3 separate regions of the Mus musculus genome follow, and regions 2 and 3 are each linked to region 1. A link is a contact called in public promoter capture Hi-C data. All regions are on one chromosome and are shown on one strand. The core of a region is the stretch at or near the end of the contact, and the rest is flanking DNA. Distances in the headings are between cores, read along the strand shown.

Evidence for each region. Promoter capture Hi-C pulls out the DNA fragments that hold promoters and counts their contacts.
Region 2: a promoter capture Hi-C map of embryonic stem cells shows a contact between it and region 1, with 5 times the contacts expected there. The contact joins the promoter of Kpna3 here to the promoter of Sacs in region 1. A contact is called at or near these places in 3 of 39 promoter capture datasets (embryonic stem cells, hippocampal neurons and stem cell-derived epiblast-like cells) and 1 of 9 other capture datasets (adipose tissue).
Region 3: a contact with region 1 is called in a promoter capture Hi-C map of embryonic stem cells, with 4 times the contacts expected there. The contact joins the enhancer-like site here to the promoter of Sacs in region 1. A contact is called at or near these places in 11 of 39 promoter capture datasets (the 3T3-L1 cell line, 3T3-L1-derived adipocytes, the C10 cell line and 7 more), 1 of 484 Hi-C or Micro-C datasets (the G1E-ER4 cell line), 4 of 115 datasets of contacts at active chromatin or transcription factors (all in embryonic stem cells) and 5 of 9 other capture datasets (adipose tissue, embryonic stem cells, liver and 2 more).

What each region holds. Positions count from the first base shown.
Region 1 is chr14:61,137,100-61,139,843 of GRCm38.p6, reverse strand. Sacs (sacsin) reads right to left here and starts at 1,387. Exons shown (of 10, transcript NM_015788.2): 1 at 1,073-1,387.
Region 2 is chr14:61,438,571-61,441,314 of GRCm38.p6, reverse strand. Kpna3 (karyopherin (importin) alpha 3) reads left to right here and starts at 1,368. Exons shown (of 17, transcript NM_008466.5): 1 at 1,368-1,592. The coding sequence starts at 1,524.
Region 3 is chr14:60,837,207-60,839,950 of GRCm38.p6, reverse strand. All of the region lies in intron 14 of Mipep (mitochondrial intermediate peptidase), which reads right to left. Among named protein-coding and RNA genes, the nearest start is that of Mipep, 54 kb to the right of the region's middle. Within about 2 kb of position 1,355, at least 9 of the 459 cell types and tissues checked have an H3K27ac peak or open chromatin away from gene starts, as enhancers often do. A contact at or near this core is called in embryonic stem cells, where this site is marked.

The DNA.
Region 1 (2,744 bases), core at 138-2,637:
AAGGACTCCTGTCAGCTGTCCTTGTTCTTCAAAAGCTGTGACTGAGCTTTTCTTCTGACAGGAAGAACGGGAAACATCGGAACAGCGGTCAACGGTTCTTACTGCTGCTCTCACAGGATGAGCACAACAGCAGGGACGCAGGAAGATGGTGTAAGCTAGCTTGCTTCCTTTGAAAGGGACTTAGACAGAGTCTTAAGGATCATGGGTGCGGGAGGGAGCAGCTTGGGCAGCCAAAAGCCAAAAGCCAAGGATAAAGAAGACAAGGGACCACACAGAATGGGGCTAACTGTCAAGGCAAAGGAAAGAGAGCTGGTTAGTCTTCCGCAACACTCAGGGGATGTGAACATGAGAACCTCACACTGTCCTAGTTCTTACCTGGCTGCCAGTGGGTGCTTGTAAAACTCGTCATAAGACAAATAAATGGGGGCTGATCGTGAATTACTTCTGTACTGGTTGGTGCAGGAGTAAAGAGACCAATATGGGGTTGTGGCAGCTTATGCTTGGAAAACACCTGGAACCAGCCCCCATCCTGGCTGGTTCAAATGGAAGAGGCTTTTTACCATTTTCAGAGACACAGGGAGTAAGATTAAAGCTAAAATTATCAGCATATCAGCCTCAAAGGCAATACTCCCCACTGACCTTGTTTTAAGAAAAACGCAGGCAAGCAAAAAAGGACAGCAGAGTAGGAGAGAACTTTGCTAAAATCACAGAACTCTTTCTAAGAATTTAATTATTTCCTGGAATGAAATGAAATAAGGAGAATTTTTTTTTGTCATAAGGCTTTCGAGTATTATTAAATAAGGTAACTGAGAACTGGCTGGTTGAGAATATGAGGTTAAAATTAGAGCGATTGCAGATTAAGTAATAAACTATTCTGAGAATGCCACTGTATAAATACCAATAGTCCGGACCCCACTCTGCATAACAGCAGCGAACCCATTATGACCACTCTCTGCAACTTGGAGTGGAAATTAAAAAGACAAAGCCTGCAGTCAGAGCCCCTCTGGAACTAAGATGAGGAGGTAGAGCGGGACCCACCCTACCCAAGGATGCCAAGGTAGCAACTCCTCACCCGTGCGCTGTGGCACTACACGCCAGAGCTGCTCTGTCTTCCTTGGGGGCGAAGATGCAGAGGACAGTGGTCCACGGCCCAGCTGGAGCAGCAGCAGCTGTAGCAGCGACCGCACCACCCGGCTCCAGCGGGTCGCAACGCCCGATGTAGCTGTTCCTAGACTAGACGCAGTCCGCAGTCCGAGGGACCCTCAGAGTCTCACGGTGGCCATCATCAACCTGGTTGTCCGGCCTTTGTGTGCCTTTTGTACCAACAACAAACAAGTCCCAGCCAGCGTTACTGCCACTGCATTCAGCGCAGGGCCGGGAGAGTGCGGCAGTCACAGCTCCCCCTACCTAGCTCACTGCTCTCTTTTTTTAAATTAAAGAGATAGCATATCAGCTTCAAAGAATGCCATAATGCCACACACCCAGTGTTGTGGATCACTGAGGTAAAAAGTCACGATGGGAGCTTTATTATTATTTTTGTTGTTTTCCAGAGATTAATTTTATGGAAGGCATACGGCTTAAAACAAAGTCATTCCCCATAGAAGGTTGGTGCTAGGGGCTTGGTATGGGCCTCCTCAGCCCCATAAAGAGTTCTGAATAGACTCTGCCCGGTCTGAAGACAGGAGGATTAAGCGCTCAAGATCAGCCGCCTTTACATAGTGAGTTCAAGGATAGCTGGTCTCAAAATGGATGAATGGATGGATGGATGACAGACAGGTGATAGCCATATGATAGTAACAGCAGCACATGCCCAGATAAAACAGCATACACAGTGCCTTTGTTCATTGTCATTGTGGACATGAGATTCCAAATAAGTATCAAAAAATCAAAAATTCACTCAAAATGTGCTGTGTGTTGTAAAATGTTCTACAGTTGCAATCTGATGCCAGTGTTAATTCAGTGTTTCTGTCAGTTTAGTAATGGGGACACTGAGGCAATAAACCAGGGCACGGCATCTCTACGGCACCAAGCTTTGTGTGCAGCCCCGGTCCTCTGCCCTTGCGTGGGCTGTGCTCTAGTTACAGCATCAGGACCAACATCCTCCAGCATCCTATGAATGGGGAGTGTACACCAGCTAGAGCTTCAGAAGATTGGAGGCTCCTGTTTGCTGCACCCTTGGGGAAATTACCTAATTCAGCTCAGCCATACAGGCTCCAATGATGTCCCTGGGGAGAGGCACCGACTTCAGAAAGGGCAATCCACTTTGTCTGCTTTGCTGTAGTCTCGCCCTTCCCAGGGGACCACTGAAGATACCAAATCTAATAGCATTTCTTCCACACCACAGACTCCTATTAGTCATCCCTCGGAATCCATGGGAATTGCTTTCTTGAAGCTGCCAAAACCCAAAGATGCTCAAGGTCCTGATCTTAAAAGGGCATTAGAGAGCTGTGTTTGGAATGGCACAGTGGGCAAGGCCACTTTTTGCACAAACATGAGTACCTTAGTTCAAATGCCTAGTACCTACAACAAGTGTTGTGGGGCCGTGTGCCATAGCTCAATAATGTTAAGACAGGTAGAGTTTTCTGTCTCCTGAAGTCTCCCAGATCAGTAAGAGACCCTGTCTCAAGGAGATAAGACAGAGGTCTCCCACTGGCTTTGGAGTACACTCCTGTAAATATATATATATATATATATATATATATATATATATATATATATATATACATACATACATATACACACAC
Region 2 (2,744 bases), core at 119-2,618, 300 kb before region 1:
TCTGACCTGGCTTATTTTGATCGTATGTAGCATAACACTTCACATAAGCTTATATTGGCAGAAGATTCTTGTGGTGGTTTGAATAGGAATGGCCTCCTAGCCTCATGTGTTTGATTGCTTGGCCCATAGGGAGTGGCAGTATTAGGAGGAAATATGACACTATGGGGTGGGCATTGGGTCTCCTATGCTCAAGCTAGGTCCCTCCTGGGGCACAGTCCCTTTCTGCTGCCTGCGGACCAAGATGTAGAACTCGCAGCTCCTTCTCTAGCACTGTCTGCCTGCATACCTCCAAGCTTCCTGCCATGATGATAATAGACTGAACCTCTGAACTGTAAACCAGCTCCAATGAAATGTTTTCCTTTATAAGAGTTGCCATGATCATGGTGTCTCTTTACAGCAATAGAAACCCTAATTAAGACAATTCTGAAATGTAATAGTCTCAGATAATAATCAAATAAAGTCCACCTGCTGTAAAAACAAAAGCAAAACAAAAAACAAAACAACCAACCAACCCAAATCAACCAAAACCTGTTATTGTTCCAATGAGAAGCTAAAGGGAGATGGCAGTCTGGAGTCTGCAGCCCTAGGGTCTGATTAACTGCCTGAAGGTTACATTGTGTGTTAAGGTGGACTAAGGCATGGGGTCATAGAAAGGTAGGGCTGCCAAAGTGAAGGCTGCACAAGGATGCTTGGAGAAATCAGGGGATACTAGAACACATTTTCTTTTTTAATGAGAATTTACTAGTTACTGTTTTGATCTGACAGATTTTTGAGACCAACAATGTCTCTGTTCTCATTGAGTTTAATAGAGGTGCAAGAAGCAAGCATAAACACACACATCACACTCACATGTATTTGTGGAGTGGAAACAAGCGTGCTATTTATAAAACCGAAGCAGAGCAAAAGAACAGGGTTTGAGGGTGGCTGCTATTTGAGGAGACCCTAAAGAAGCCAAAAGCGCAAAGCACGCGTGGCCGTTCTTTTTCTAATTTTCCAAGCTGTAGGGAGCAAGGTGCGCCCCCGAAGCTCCGCCTCTCTCTCCCGATAGGCCGCAAGGTGCCATCTCCAGAGTTTCCCCGCCCACCACCCCGCCCAGAGGTGGGGCTTCGAGCCCGCGCTCAGAGAGCGCCGAGCCGAAAGCGCGCGCACAGCCCTCCCGGCATGCTTCTCGTCCTCTCACGGCGTGGCTCAGACCCGCGCCTGGCATGCTGGGAACTGTAGTTTCCGCCCTCCGCCCCGCTTCAGCGGTGGCGGTAAAAGCGACTAGGTCGGGCTCCATTTCTAGCACATGACTAGCGGCTGTGGGGAGGCCCTACGAAGGGGTGAGGGCAGGGTCACCGCGACAGCCGGCAGGCCAGCGCCCTGGCCTTCTCCGGCGCGCGCCTCTCCTCAGCGCCGCCCCCGCGCCGCGGCCACCTCGCGCTCCAGGCGTCACGGAGCGCGCGCTCCTCCCCCTTCGTCCCCTCCCGCTCGACTCGCCGCCGCCGCCGCAGGAGCAGACGCCTCCGGAGCCGCGCGCAGCCATGGCCGAGAACCCCGGCTTGGAGAACCACCGCATCAAGAGCTTCAAGAACAAGGGCCGCGATGTGGAGGCGAGTGTGCTCCGGGGCCGGCCGGGCCGGGCGGCTGGGAGGGGAGGGGCGGGGGCCGCGGCCGCTGGCTCTCGCCGGCTGGCGGTCAGTCGGAGTTGGCCGCCGCCTCGGGGCGCCGCGGCCCGGGCAGCAGCCGCCCTCTGAGCGACTAGCGCGGCACCTGGGACCACTGAGCGCTCGGCCCCGCTGCGCGGGCGCGGCCTGGCGTCGGAGGGGAAGGGATGTGGAGCCGAGGCGGGGTCCGCGGGCCGCGCGGGAGGACGGACCGGGATGCTGCCGGCCCGCGTGCCACCCGCACCGCCGGGGCCGGGCCGCGCCGCCGCTCGTGTCCGCAGCCGGTGCAGCCTCCCGCGCTGCCGCACATGGAGCCTCGGTCCCCGCGCTTACCTTGTGCGAGCCGGGCCCAGGCGGGCGGTGGCAGCCCTCAGAGGGGGGTGGGGACCAGCCGGGTAACTGACTTGTTTGAGGGTGGTGGATGGGGGAGGGTAGGATGCGCCAAGACCATTTTCTTATATTCCAGTGCGGTCCTTTGGACCAGTCTTCCCGAGCTGTTGCAGCTCATACCCCTGTGACTGCTGGCATTTAGAGCGAGCTAAAGGTGGACAATAGTTTACCATCTATTGTGTTGAAGCTTTGGGAAGGAGGTTGTGCAGACCTCTGATCTTGGGTTTTTTTTTTTGTTTGTTTGTTGTGTTTTGTTTTTTGTTTTTTTAAAGCTCGTCTTGGAGTCGAAGTGTGAATAATAGGAAAATAATTTCTTTCACCTGTTTTGCAGAAATAAATTGGATACATAAGATTCCTACGTCCTTGTATATACCACATGCCACCAAGCTAGTAGATTTTCCAAGTGGTTGCAAAACTGTAAACATTCATTGTGGTCACTCAGTTTGCTGCTACTCAGCATGTTGCCATTGTCTCATTAAGGTGACATTAGCAGCTACTATTTGCAAACTCTGCTTATTGAGGTAGCGCTAGAGGTCTCACTGCTCCTACTAAAACCAATGAAGTGTAATAGCACAAACTTCACTGGGACCCAACCTCTGGATTTGATGGGGGAAATAGTTTTAAGCCCATCCCCTTTTCTCTATTCTAATAGTAGGGAATATGATTTGTATAGTCCAATAGTTTTTGGTAAGAGGCTAGTTAGTAAAT
Region 3 (2,744 bases), core at 106-2,605, 300 kb after region 1:
ACAGTAGATGTATCTCTAAGCAATCCAGCAGGTGAGGAGGAAGGAAACTCACAGGAGCCCCACGAGAAGGCCAGACCTCTTCCTGGAGCCCCAGCAAGGCCTGAAGCCTGGAGCTCCCCAGAAAGTCGGACAAGCAGCTCTGATAGCAAAACCTGACCTGGACAGCGCAGGAGCCGTGAAGCGGTTTATCTTCTTAAAACACTCACTGCACTTCGTGAACACAGAACAGGAACGGGTCTAAGGTGCATTTGGCCAGAACTCTTTAAGCTTGTTTTAAAACTAAAAATCTACAGTATTTAAAGCATTTTAATTTCTAACGACCCGGAAAATTCTGACCTTCAAAACACGCACGGAATTCCAACATTCCAGGTCAACAACTATAAATTTCTACTTGGCACATATTTTATCTGAGATAAAGAGTGAGAGAGCATTTACCACTTTTTTGGAAAACTAAAAGAAAAGACAAAAATAGTAAAAAGTTAAATCCTAGGGTCCAGGAAGATGGCTACAGAGACCTGCTGCCAAATCTGAAAACCTGACCTTGACCTCAAACTACAGGGGAAAGAGACCTGACTCCTGCAGGCTGCCCCTGACCTCTGTACAAGCTCGCACCGCGCGCGCGCGCGCGCGCTCTAAAACTATGTTAAAAGTTTCAAGTTTAAATGTTCCAGAAATAGTCTGTTGTGTTATATGTTGCCTGAAAAAGTAGGTTAGATGATAGATGATGATCCTGGGAGGAGTTGGGCGCATAGGGTGTGAGTATGTTTAAAATGTACTGCATGCAAGTAGAAAATTCTCAAAACCTGAATAAAAATATTTTTAAATGGGTTAGGTCACAGGTAGCAACCAACCTCTGAGCTTGTGAGCCAGCCCCAGTGAAATGTTTTCCTTTCTAAGAGCTGCCATGGTCACGGTGTCTGCTCACAGCAGTAGAACCTTAACTTAGACAGTTTTTGAGCTTCTTTCCTTCAATCCTATCCACATTTTAAAAATACAAGTGCTTCAAAGCACTGATTTGGAAATAATTATATGTACGTTCTACCAAGAAGACACTCTAATATGTAAAACTCCTTAAGGAAAAAATGGCATGTGCACAAGGTAGCACCCTGTTAACCTGCATACTACTGTATTCTGTGTGTAAACTTACTTTCTTCAGAGCCCCCTCCGTCTCTCTGAAACCAGCACTGACGCCCTTGTGGGAGACTCTAAGGTCCTCTCTGCTACAGCACTATGTTAGACATCGTTTCTGGCTGATGCGCCCTGAGGGAGTTCAGCAGTCCCTTATCCCTTGTCATATCACAGGTATCCAAGGCTCCGTCCACCTGCTTCTTCAAGGCCAGCCCCCAGGTTACTGTCTCATGCTGCAAACTACAGACTACCACCACCAGGCCCGCCCCGCCCTGCCCGGCCCTCCCTGCCCAGCCCTCCCTGCCCGGCCCTCCAGAGAACTTGTTTACATAGTAAAGAGCATGTTTCCATTTTGTGACTGTCAGGAAACATTTAGTATCAATAGTCTTCTGTAGGGGATGTTTCACTCAGACACAACAGTCCATCAAGCTGAGCCCTTCCTGAAGCAGCTTTCAGTTCCAGAAAGGATTTTTTTCCATGTCACTCCTGACATACTACCCCAAATGTAGTTTCAGAATATGTGTGTAAATTTATTGCAAAACAATATTTACTGGGTAAACTTTATCCTTCAGAGTTTCTATCGGGGAAAGCCTGCAAGCCCTCTTTCTAGAACTCCCCAGGCCTGATGCTGGCCTCGTCCCCTGTAGGTTGCCCTTGTGTTGGGAGACTGGAGATCATTCCTTAGGAGAAGAGAGGACAGATGGAGAGACGCCCAAGGTCTGCCCTCACTCGCATGTTATCAGACCGTCCGAGGCAGCTGACCGACTAAGCAGTGGAGACACAGCACTGAATGTCTGGGAGGAGGAGGAGGAGGAGGAGGAGGAGGAGGAGGAGGAGGAGGAGGAGGAGGAAGAGGAAGTCGTCGTCATCTTCTTCTGGGAAGTGGATGGAACAAGAAAGGAAGAAATGAAGAATAACAAAGCAAAAAACATCAGTGAACTGAAACCAAACAGAAGACTTGGTATTTGCTCTTTGAAAATTCTAATAAAACAGATCAGTAAAGGAAAAATTGAGAGAAACAATGCTGAGTAGGAAGGAATATAATTACAGATGAGGCGGAAAATGAAAGATAAAAGAATACTATAAATAACTATGCCAATAAACTTAAGAACTTGGGTAAAATTTCTAGAAAATTGCAACTTAGCAAAGCTTATTAAGAAGAAAGTCCAGTCAAGGAGTCCAACAACTACCAAAAAAAACAAAAACAAACAAACAAACAAAAAACCAAAAATTTGCTAAAAATCTTCCTCCAGAGAAAGTAAATCATAAATGGCTTTAGAGATGAACTTTGACAAAGCTCTATGAAACAGATGACTATAGTTTTACTTAAAAACAGAAAAGCACTGTAGAGAGCAGAAAAAGAAGGAACACACACCAACTCACTAGCTCACTTTATGAAATGGCCTCTACTCAACATCAGTGAAAACCAAGTCACTGGCCAATCTCTCTCACAAACCCAAGTTTCCTCTGTTCACAAAGTACCAAGAAGTCAGCTCTGTGTTAACAAAAACAAAACAATACAAATTCAAGATGAAAGTTGCTTAATTCTAGAATGTAAAGGTGTCTTACGGCTAGTTCTTAACACTTCTACTCATTATCCAATTTCTCAAGAGATG